Regions from separate parts of the Mus musculus genome. Here region 2 is linked to region 1. Evidence: chromatin contacts called from public HiChIP or PLAC-seq data. All regions are on one chromosome and are shown on one strand. Each heading gives the region's core, a stretch centred on a gene start, on an enhancer-like site or on the middle of the called end of the contact. The rest is flanking DNA. Distances are from core to core; before and after follow the strand shown. Region 1 has its middle 17 kb from the start of Zdhhc19. Region 2 holds the start of Rpl35a (ribosomal protein L35A).

Region 1 (4,727 bases), core at 1,477-3,976:
GACCACAGCTAGAATCAATCCCCTTACATAGGAAACTCCTGACACCATATTTGATCAATTTGCTTCCAGTTTTTAAAATAATTTTATTTACTTATTTAGTGTACATCCGTGATCTTCCTACTTTTGTGAGAGAGGGTGTCAGATCGCCTGGAACTGGAGTTACAGTTGTGTGCTGCCATGTGGGTGCTGAGAATTGAACCTGGTCCTTCGGAAGAGCAGCCAGTGCTCTTAACTGCTGAGCCATCTCTCCAGTCCCCTCCAGTCTTCTAAAAATCAGCATGTAATTTTTTTTTTTTACTTAAAAGGTTTATTTTTTTTTTTATGTATATGGCTATCTGTCTGTGTATGTGTGTGTGTGTATTTATGTGTGCACCACAGGTGTGCCTGGTGCCTGCAGAGATCAGAAGAGGCCACCTGACCTCTGGAAACTGGAGTTATAGATGGTTATGAGCCAACATGTAAGTGCTGGGACCAAACCTAGGTCCCCTGCTAGAGCAGCCGGGTGCTCTTAACCACCGAGCCTTCTCTGTGGCCCCTACACACGTAACTTCATAATAGCATTTGATCATACTATAAATAAGTGCATTCTTTTTTAAAACTTCCCTTTGTCCTTGTCTCCTGGACACACCATGGCCGCTCAGTGTTTGCTGCGTGAATGAGAAATGGACTCTTCTTCCCACTGTTCGGTTCAGGCCCCAGGTTGTTTTGTTTTTAACATCTTTACTTGAGGAGACAATATACTTGTTACTATTTAGTGTGTGCGTGTGTGTGTGTGTGTGTGTGTGTGTGTGTGAAATGGAGTGTGTATTAGTGTGAGTGTGTCTTCATGGTATATGTGTGGTGTGTCTATGTAGCATGTTTGTATGAGTATGTGTGGGTCTGTGTGGTATGTATGTAAGTGTGTGTGTGTCTATGTGATATGTGTGTGGTGTGTGTGTGTGTTCTGTGTGGAGTGTGTACATGTGTGTGTTCTGTGTGTGTGTATGTATGTGTGACTTGTGTGTATATGTTGTGTGTGTATTTGTGTGGTGTGTGTGAGCATTTATATGTGTATGTGTCTGTGTGATTTGTGTGTGTATGGTATATGTGTCTGGTGTGTGTATGTGTCTGTGTGATTTGTGTATATGTGGTATATATGTGAATGTGTCTCAGTGAGTGTGTCTGTGTACATGAGTGTATGTCTCTATGTGTGTCTGTTTGTGTGTGTCTGTATGTGTGTTTGTGCGTGAGTATGTGTATGTGTCTGTGTGATTGGTGTGTGTGTGTGGTGTGTGTGTATGTGTCTGTGTGATTTGTGTGTGTGTATGTGTCTGTGTGACTTGTGTGTGTGTGGTATATGTGTGAATGTGTCTCTGTGTGTGTCTCTGTGTATGAGTATACGTCTGTTTGTGTGTGCCTGTGTGTGTGGTATATGTGTGAATGTGTGTGTGTGAGTGTATGTCTGTGTGTGTGCCAGTGCACATGTGCCACAGAGCACTCACAGGACAACTTTGGGGAGTTGGTTCTCTCTCTGCCTTGTTGAGTCAGAGTCTCTCATTTCTTCTCTGTGCTGCCTGCTCCACACTAGCTGCTGAAAGCTTCTGGGAACTTCTTCTCTCCGCCTCGATCTCATGGCAGGAGGGGGTGCTGGGGTTACAGCCGCACTCTACCTCATGTGGGGTTTTAGTTGTTTCCCAGTGTGGCTCCCAGGAACAGAACCCAGGCCATTCGGCTTGCTATGTCCTCTTCCAGCAATAAGGCTGTAGATGGCTTCCCCCCCTCCCAGTGCCTCTTCTCTCAGGACTACCTGTCCCTCTGGTCCTGACTCCTGCCCCTCTATCAGGGGACCTGAGACAGGAAAGGCTGGCTGAGACCCGTCCTTTGGGACCGGCTTCTCAGTGACTGTTCCTGAATCTGGGCTAACCCTGGGCTTCTGCTCATCTTGTGCACCATCTCTATCAGGTTCACTCTGACATAGAGAACTAAATCGCAGAGCCTGCCACAGTGGAGAGTCCTCTGGGTTAAAGACCAGTGAAGTGATGGAGACCCTCAGGTGCCTCATGATGGGACTTTAGGTCTAGTGATCAGTAGTGAGGCAGAGCACTGAGTCAGAAGTCATTGTGTGTCTGACCCCAGAGGTCAAGGGAAAGACTTTCCAGGAAAAGGGTGTGGTCAGCCATGCCATTACAGCTGGGGATCAAAGAAAAGTGACTTCAAACCAAACCAAACAAAACCTGGGCAGGGGCTGAGACTCAGTGGTAGTGAGCGCCTAGGATGCACACGGCCAAGAGTTTGATCTTCAGCACGGCAGACGAAAACAAAAACAGACTAAAGTAGAAAAAGCAAGTTCCAATCAGGTCTCAGGCCCCATCGGTACATCGGCTATGTGAGTGAACTTGGAAGGGTGTGGACCTTCCAACCAAGCTCCAGGCAGGAGTAGGTCCCAGAGACCCCAGTGAGCAGAAACAGGGTGGGGTGAAGATCAAACAAACTGCTGCTTTAAAGCCACCTGAATGTTTTAGGAATGTCTGGATTTGGGCTTCTCTTTCCTGTAGCAGGATATTTAAAGAAAACAGACCTGAAAGGCTTCGGTTCCAAAGCAAAGAGGCCTCTGTGTGCTTCCTCCTGGCCTCTGCTTTGGAAAAGGTTTCTTTCCTCTTTGCTCTGCATTGTGCCCAGGGCAGCAGAACCCGTTCTCCGAGCCAGGCCAACAGCCCAAGTCTCTGGATAGTCAGAGTGAACTGGGCACAGACCCACCTCACAGCCTGACAGACACTTTCACCCCAGAGGCCTCACAGCAGGGGCTTGGGAGGCTCCAGACTGTACTGCCAGATGGCAGCCAAAGGGCCCAGCCCTGGTCCCCAAGGGGCTCACTCCTGTCCCCTAAGACCAGGCCTAGCTCCTTCCCCTGGAAGATAACTTGGAGAAAGGGAAGGGAGCTAAAAAGGTCACCACAGAAAGGTGATCTAAGCTTAGTGCCTGGGAGTTAATGAGGTGGCCTACAGCCTTGGCTGCTTCCAAGTCATCTCAATCCAGAGTACGAAAGGGCAAAGGGAGGAGGAGGGGAGAGAGAGAGAGACAGAGAGAGAGACAGAGAGAGAGACAGAGAGAGAGACAGAGACAGAAGAAAACATAAGAGAATAGGAACCTGGCCTAGTGGCCCAGATCTTTAATCCTACCTACTTGAGAGGCTGAGACAGGAGGATTGTAAATTCAAGATCTGTCTGGGCTAAAGAGCAAGTTTCAAGGCTAGAACCTGTCTATAATGTCAATACAAATGGTGAAAAGGACAGTACCTTTGTATATCCCGTGTGAAACTGTGAGCTCATTGAGGTGGGGTGGAAGGATCCTTCACAGGGCGAGGACACTAGACTAAGTAGACTAAGATTGTACCACTGTCACCTTGGCAACCATCCCACCTTCATTCCTGTCAGACAGTCTACACCTTGTAGAGACTCATCCAACACTGAATTCAAGACCAGACATTGGCTCCACTTGCCTGTTAGCAGGCAAGGAAGGGTGACTTTGAGAGGCTGGGATATGTTCAGGACACGCTGTAGGAAGCAGAGAACCTGCTCCACCCAGCATCTTCAGAGGCCCGCTCCACTCCTGCACAGCATCTCCGGAGACCCGCCCTTGCTGTTTGCATAGCATCTTGCTGCACTGGCCAGGAAGGGGCCAGCAGGAAGGCATCTCTCCATTTTTGCCCAAGGCTTGTGAAGAAAGATCTAGAAACTAATGGTTTGCGGATGTTCCCAGTGCAGTTTTCTCTGCCCAGAGTCAGTGCCCTTCTTTGAGCTCCTGATCTCCATTGCTGCTAGGGATGGCTGAGTTCTAGCATGACTCGAGTTCAGGCAAGGGATCCTAATGGGCCACTGAGGCATCGAGGTCAGGCCAGAATCGTGTTCACTGAGCCAGAGTCCTAGGTGTGAGAGACCTGGAGGCATAAGCCTGAGTCCATCTGCCTGCAGGCTCTAGCAGGAGGGTCACAGGTTCACTGCCCAGCTGGGCTTTGGAAAGAGTTCAAGTCCAGCCTGAGTAACTCTGATGAGACCTGGTCTCAAATTTTTAAATGGTACCTTAGTGATGGGTGCTTGCCCTGAATACATGGAAATCTTGGTTTGAGCTCCAACAGTTAAACATTTAAGGAGGAATCCCAGGCCAGGCCAGGAGGAGTCCTGCAGGTCTGGGGACTGTCAGAGCCACATCCACAAAGGTACTAGCAGTGCCTCATGTGCTGGCTTGAGGATTAAATGAGCTAATGCAAGCAAAGTCTTTAACCCAGTGCCTGGCACACAGAACAGCACCGTGAGTATAGCTCCTGAGGTCAGCATTGGGATCCTGCTGGCTGAGGTCAAGCAGCTAAGTCCTTAGGCCCTTCCTGGTTTACAGGCCAAGACCTGGTCCAGCTTTCTTAGCACAGGGCATGGAAAAGGGCACAAGGCAGACGACACCTGGAGACTGCCAAGGCTAGCCTTTCCTGAGCTGTACCGACTCCAAGGGAAACCCTCCCTGAAGCCCTCATCCTCTGTTTCCTTCTCCCTGAGGAACAAGGGAGGTGGTTAGATGGCCCATAGGGTCCCCACCCTCACCAATTTGGAATCTCTCATTCCCATAGCAAAATAAAACTGCCCCAGTCAGAAAGCAGTTAGCAACGGCTGGCCTGCAGAAGCCCCCCCCTCCCCCCAGGCAGAAAGAAGCAGACAAAGGCTCCCTGTACAGAGTCTGCCTTCAGCCCTCCTGTGCTG
Region 2 (4,727 bases), core at 825-3,324, 540 kb before region 1:
ATACATAAAGCCTATTTCCAGGATAGTCAGAAGAATCTGTGTACTAAAACCATTAAGAGTAAATGTGGAAAGACACAGCAATGACACCTACTCAGGATAAAAGCTGAAAACGAGGACCTGAAAGCACAGGCTATCAGAGACTGAGAATGATGGCATGAAGCAAACGACTGAGGTCTCAACCAGGCTGAGCCTCAGCTACAGACCTCACTCAGGTCTGCCTCCTGAATGCTGGGACTAAGGGCATGCAGGACTCACACACATACGCATGCCCTGACAGTGCACACAAGGGCCAATTTCTGTATGGCCTTATGTTCAATTCCCAGTAGGAAAAGAGGGACCAGAGAACCAATATAGAACCCAGCTTAAAACAAGCACACAAGCGCGCGCGCGCGCGCGCGCGCGCGCACGCACACATACACACAAATATCCAGGTCCAGGGAATCTGGCACCCTCACAGCTATACAAACAAGCAAACACCAATGCACATAAAAAATTAACTAATTTTTCAACTAGTTTTTCCAAATGTAACCTCAATTGTTCTAAGTCAGGGTGCAATAGACTGTTTGTTCACAGAGCAGAGCAGAATCACCTAACTCAATATAGATGTGGGAGCAAATAAATTGTACAATAACAAGAACAATCTATTCTAGTAATTGTCATTTTTAGTAACTAAAACAAATCAAGATACATTGAAAAGTACTATATAAACCCTTTCAAAGGAAAATGAAAGGTACTAAGAGCTGTAATCTTTGTTTTTAACCATGTTAGGGACTTAACACAGGGAACTTCTACACTTGTACTACGAACCAATGGTGCCTATATAGTCCATACCACCGACAAAAAGATCCCTCTCTAATTTCCTCTAAGCTCTTCACGTGTCTAGGAAGACTCAACCACACCAATTTCTCACTAACACCCCTACCTTTTCAGTAGAAAAAACGAGATTAGTCAACCAAAAATTAAAAGGCATGGGAGCATACTTACTTTTTTGCCTTATACACATAAGCACATCTCTTGCCTAAGTAGAACTCCGTTTCATCTCGGGCATAAACGCCTTCAATTTTAAGAAGAGCCGTGTGCTCTCTTTGGTTCCGGAGACCTCGCTTGTAGCCAGCAAAAATGGCCTTGCACCACAGCCTAAGACAACGTTAAGAAAGACATGATGACTACCCCGTTACAACTTTTCATGTATCTTTTAGCAAGCCACCATGATTTGCTTTGTAGCAATTCCTACTCCAGCTATCTACAGCAGACCTCTCGTTCCCCTCCCGCATTACACTGAACTTTAGCTTCGCGTTTAATAGAACGAAACAGAAATGGAGAAAACGACTATTGTGAGATCGCGTACCTTCCAGACATACTTGCTGTTAGAAGTCCTGTTCCCAGCAGGCCTGAAAAACAAAACCGAGAGCTCAACCGAGAGTCATGCAGCACGCATCCCACCTGTCACTATTTCCCGGCGCGAGAGATGGCTTCAGTCGGCGTCCCAAGGATGGGGACCTCTTACCTACGCCCTGCCCCCTATAGAGGCAGAGCCTGGCAAAATACTCAGGGCTCCGACAACCAATGACAACGAACGACTCGGAATCGTGGGCAAAGGCCGGGTGGGAAGGCGACTCACCCGAGACTTAACTTCTCAAACCCCAAAAGGAACCCGGAGGCGAGCTCATGCCTCCATCAGTACAGAAAGCAGCTAACACAGGCGAGATCCGGCTCTGTGCGGGGAACCCAGCTCCCAGGGACCACCGCTCCCCGGGCCAGTAAGACCGGGGGAAATGCACCCATTCTCTCCTCCCGAGCCGGAGATCGACCGAGACCAGCGAGCTCTCCTCCCCCGGCCGGGGCCTCCACACCATCAGCCCGTCATCGCCTCCATCCCGCCCTCCATCCTCCTGGAATCCCCAGAAACCTCTGGCGGTCGGGTTCTCCGAGACGCCAGGTTGTCTCGGTGAGGGATGAAACTAAACGCACCCCAGCAATCGGGCCCCAAAGCTCAGCAGCAGGAACCCCCCTCACCTCCACAGGCGCCAAGATGGCGGAAAGAGGAAGGCAAGCCCCGCCGCGCGGCCTTGTGGGACGCACGCCCCGCCCCTCTCCGCGCTTAGGCCGCTCACACTGCGCCAGAAAGCAAAGGTCAGAGACAGAGAGAGAGGCTCGACTCAGCCAAGCCGCGCTCAAGAACTTTAAATTCTTTCCCTCCTGCCCTTTCGTCTTTGTAAGCGGCAACACGTATTATTTAGGAACAAGGAAAGGCAAAATCGTAGTCGACTAAGAAAGAATCAGGGGTCCTACTTAAAAAAAAAAAAGAGCTTGCGCGACGCGTTGCCATAGCTACCGATTAGTTTGGTTCCCGCCTCCAGCTGGGCTGGTAGAGAGGTAAGGAAAAGTTAAGTGTTTTCTCCTCTTCCTAGAATGGAGACTGGGATCCTACCATATAGGAGAGAAAAACCTGGAGCATGAAGGCAGGAGTTTCTCTTGATTTGTTCTTTTATTTTTTCCCATCTTTAATTTAACAAACAGGGTGTGGTAGCCGTTGCCCGTTAACCTCAGCATTTATTCCGGAGACTGAGGTAGGAGGATCACATCACAAATTCGAGGCTAGGCTAAGTTACATAGCAAGGCCCCATCTTAACAGCAACAAACATCCATGAGGCAAACCGCGGTCCCGGTGCTTGCTTGTAACCCCAGTATTCTAGCTGTGCGAGCAGGTGAATAGGACTTAAAAGACCATCCTCTGCTACATAGGGAGTGCCAGTCAGCCTGAGCTACATGAGACCCCATCTGAAAAAAAGGGAGACGATGTGAGGAAGTGAGAGATAGAAGATATCCTTCCATCCTTTCCCTGACTTGTCGGATGCAGATAAATTTTTTAAAATTCATTTATTTATTATATGTAAGTACACTATATCTGTCTTCAGACACTCCAGAAGAGGGAGCTAGATCTCGTTATGGCTCCATGTGGTTGCTGGGATTTGAACTCTGAACCTTCGGAAGAGCAGTCAGGTGCTCTTACCCACTGAGCCATCTCACCAGCCCACAGATAAATTTAATAGACTCAGATTTACAGTTCCTAACTTGTGCATTAATTAAGGCGAACTGATGGATCCATTCATTTAATCAGAGAGTAATTTATTGAATGACTACCACTACCAAGAATGCTGTAGGCTTGTAGGGCACCAGAGTAAACAGACTAAAACGTCTGCCCTCTTGCAGCCTACATGAGGGAGCAAGGATGGCATGTTGGCTCTGGTGTCTGTAATCCTTGCACTTAGAAGGTTGAAGTATGAAGATTGCTCTGTTTTAGGTCAGTAAGAGGTACATTATGTGTACACAGATATCCTGAGCTACAGAGTAAGAAATCTCATCCTTGCTCCCTCACTCCTCGCAAAAAAAAAAAAAAAAAAAAAACAAGACAACAAGCAGATTAGACATGTGGTATGTTAAAAGGTCAAGACTTCCTTTCTTTTCCTTTTTTTTTTTTTTTTTTTTTTTTTTTTTTTTTTTTTTTTTTGGTTTTTCAAGACAGGGTTTCTCTGTATAACCCTGGCTGTCCTGGAACTCACTCTGTAGACCAGGCTGGCCTCAAATTCAGAAATCCGCCTGCCTCTCCCTCCCGAGTGCTGGGATTAAATGCGTGAGCCACCACCGCCCAGCAAGACTTCCTTTTTAAAAACCTGTTTATGTGTGTGCTTTCAGAGGTCGGAAGATGGCCTCAGACTCTAGAGCTAGATTTTACATGCAACTTGTTATTGTTATTGTTGTTGTTTTGTTTTGAGACAGGGACTAGAGAAATGTCTCAATGTTTAAGGGCATACACTGTTTTTAAAGAGGTCTTCAGTTCAGTTCCCAGCATCTACATCAGGGACTCACAATTACCTATAACTTCAGCGCTAGGAAATCTGCTGTATGCACACAGTGCACATAGAGACAAGCAGGCACATACACATTTTTTTTTAAAGCCATTAACAAGAAGGACAAAGTCTCATGTAGCTTAGGCTGGCCCCAAACTCCCTGTATTGAGCCAAGGATGGCCTCTTCTGACACACCAGAAGAGGGTGTCAGATCTCATTACAAATGGTTGTGAGCTACCATATGATTGCTGGAATTTGAACTCAGGACCCTCTGGAAGAGCACTGATTGCTTTTAACCGCTTAGCCATCTTGTCAGCCCAAACTCGATTTCTCTAAGTCAAGTTACAGTAAATTCTGTTCTCTGATAGAGCAGGGCAGAAATATTTAATTTAATATATAAGTGAGAATAATAGAAGAAATTAAAGAATCAAAAATAAATCTGAAGCTGGGCGTTGGTGGCACATGCCTTTAATCGCAGCACTTGGGAGGCAGAGGCAGGCAGGTTTCTGAGTTCAAGGCCAGCCTGGTCTACAAAGTGAGTTCCAGGACAGCCAGGGCTATACAGAGAAACCCTGTCTTGAAAGAAAAAAAAAAAAAAAAGTTCTCTGTTGATTCACAGTCAAACTCAGAGTACAAGTACACACATTAAAATTGTGTTAGATGTCAATTTACCGTAAAAAGAGGCAAAAGACTACCTTGAGTATAACTTCTGGTTTGATGAACCAGTAATGGAGCCAGCCACTTAGTAAGCCTACATCTACCCTGTCTGGAAAACAACAACAACAAAAACAAGCCTGCATCTTATGAGCCTGCTTCCCTAAGCAGGAGGAGACAAGCTATAGATAGCTCTTGGGATTCTGTGGGGTTTTTGTTTGT

Evidence for each region. HiChIP or PLAC-seq counts read pairs in DNA pulled down with a chosen protein or histone mark.
Region 2: a contact with region 1 is called in an H3K27ac HiChIP or PLAC-seq map of embryonic stem cells, with 6 read pairs. The contact joins the promoter of Rpl35a here to the enhancer-like site in region 1. A contact is called at or near these places in 1 of 39 promoter capture datasets (neural stem cells), 2 of 484 Hi-C or Micro-C datasets (both in embryonic stem cells) and 2 of 115 datasets of contacts at active chromatin or transcription factors (embryonic stem cells and memory CD8 T cells).

The regions. Positions count from the first base shown.
Region 1 is chr16:32,511,145-32,515,871 of GRCm38.p6, reverse strand. No RefSeq gene overlaps it. Among named protein-coding and RNA genes, the nearest start is that of Zdhhc19, 17 kb to the right of the region's middle. Within about 2 kb of position 2,726, at least 26 of the 459 cell types and tissues checked have an H3K27ac peak or open chromatin away from gene starts, as enhancers often do. A contact at or near this core is called in embryonic stem cells, where this site is marked.
Region 2 is chr16:33,053,800-33,058,526 of GRCm38.p6, reverse strand. Rpl35a (ribosomal protein L35A) reads right to left here and starts at 2,074. Exons shown (of 5, transcript NM_001130485.1): 1 at 2,017-2,074; 2 at 1,349-1,391; 3 at 985-1,137. The coding sequence starts at 1,359. Iqcg (IQ motif containing G) reads left to right here and starts at 2,341. Exons shown (of 11, transcript NM_178378.3): 1 at 2,341-2,376.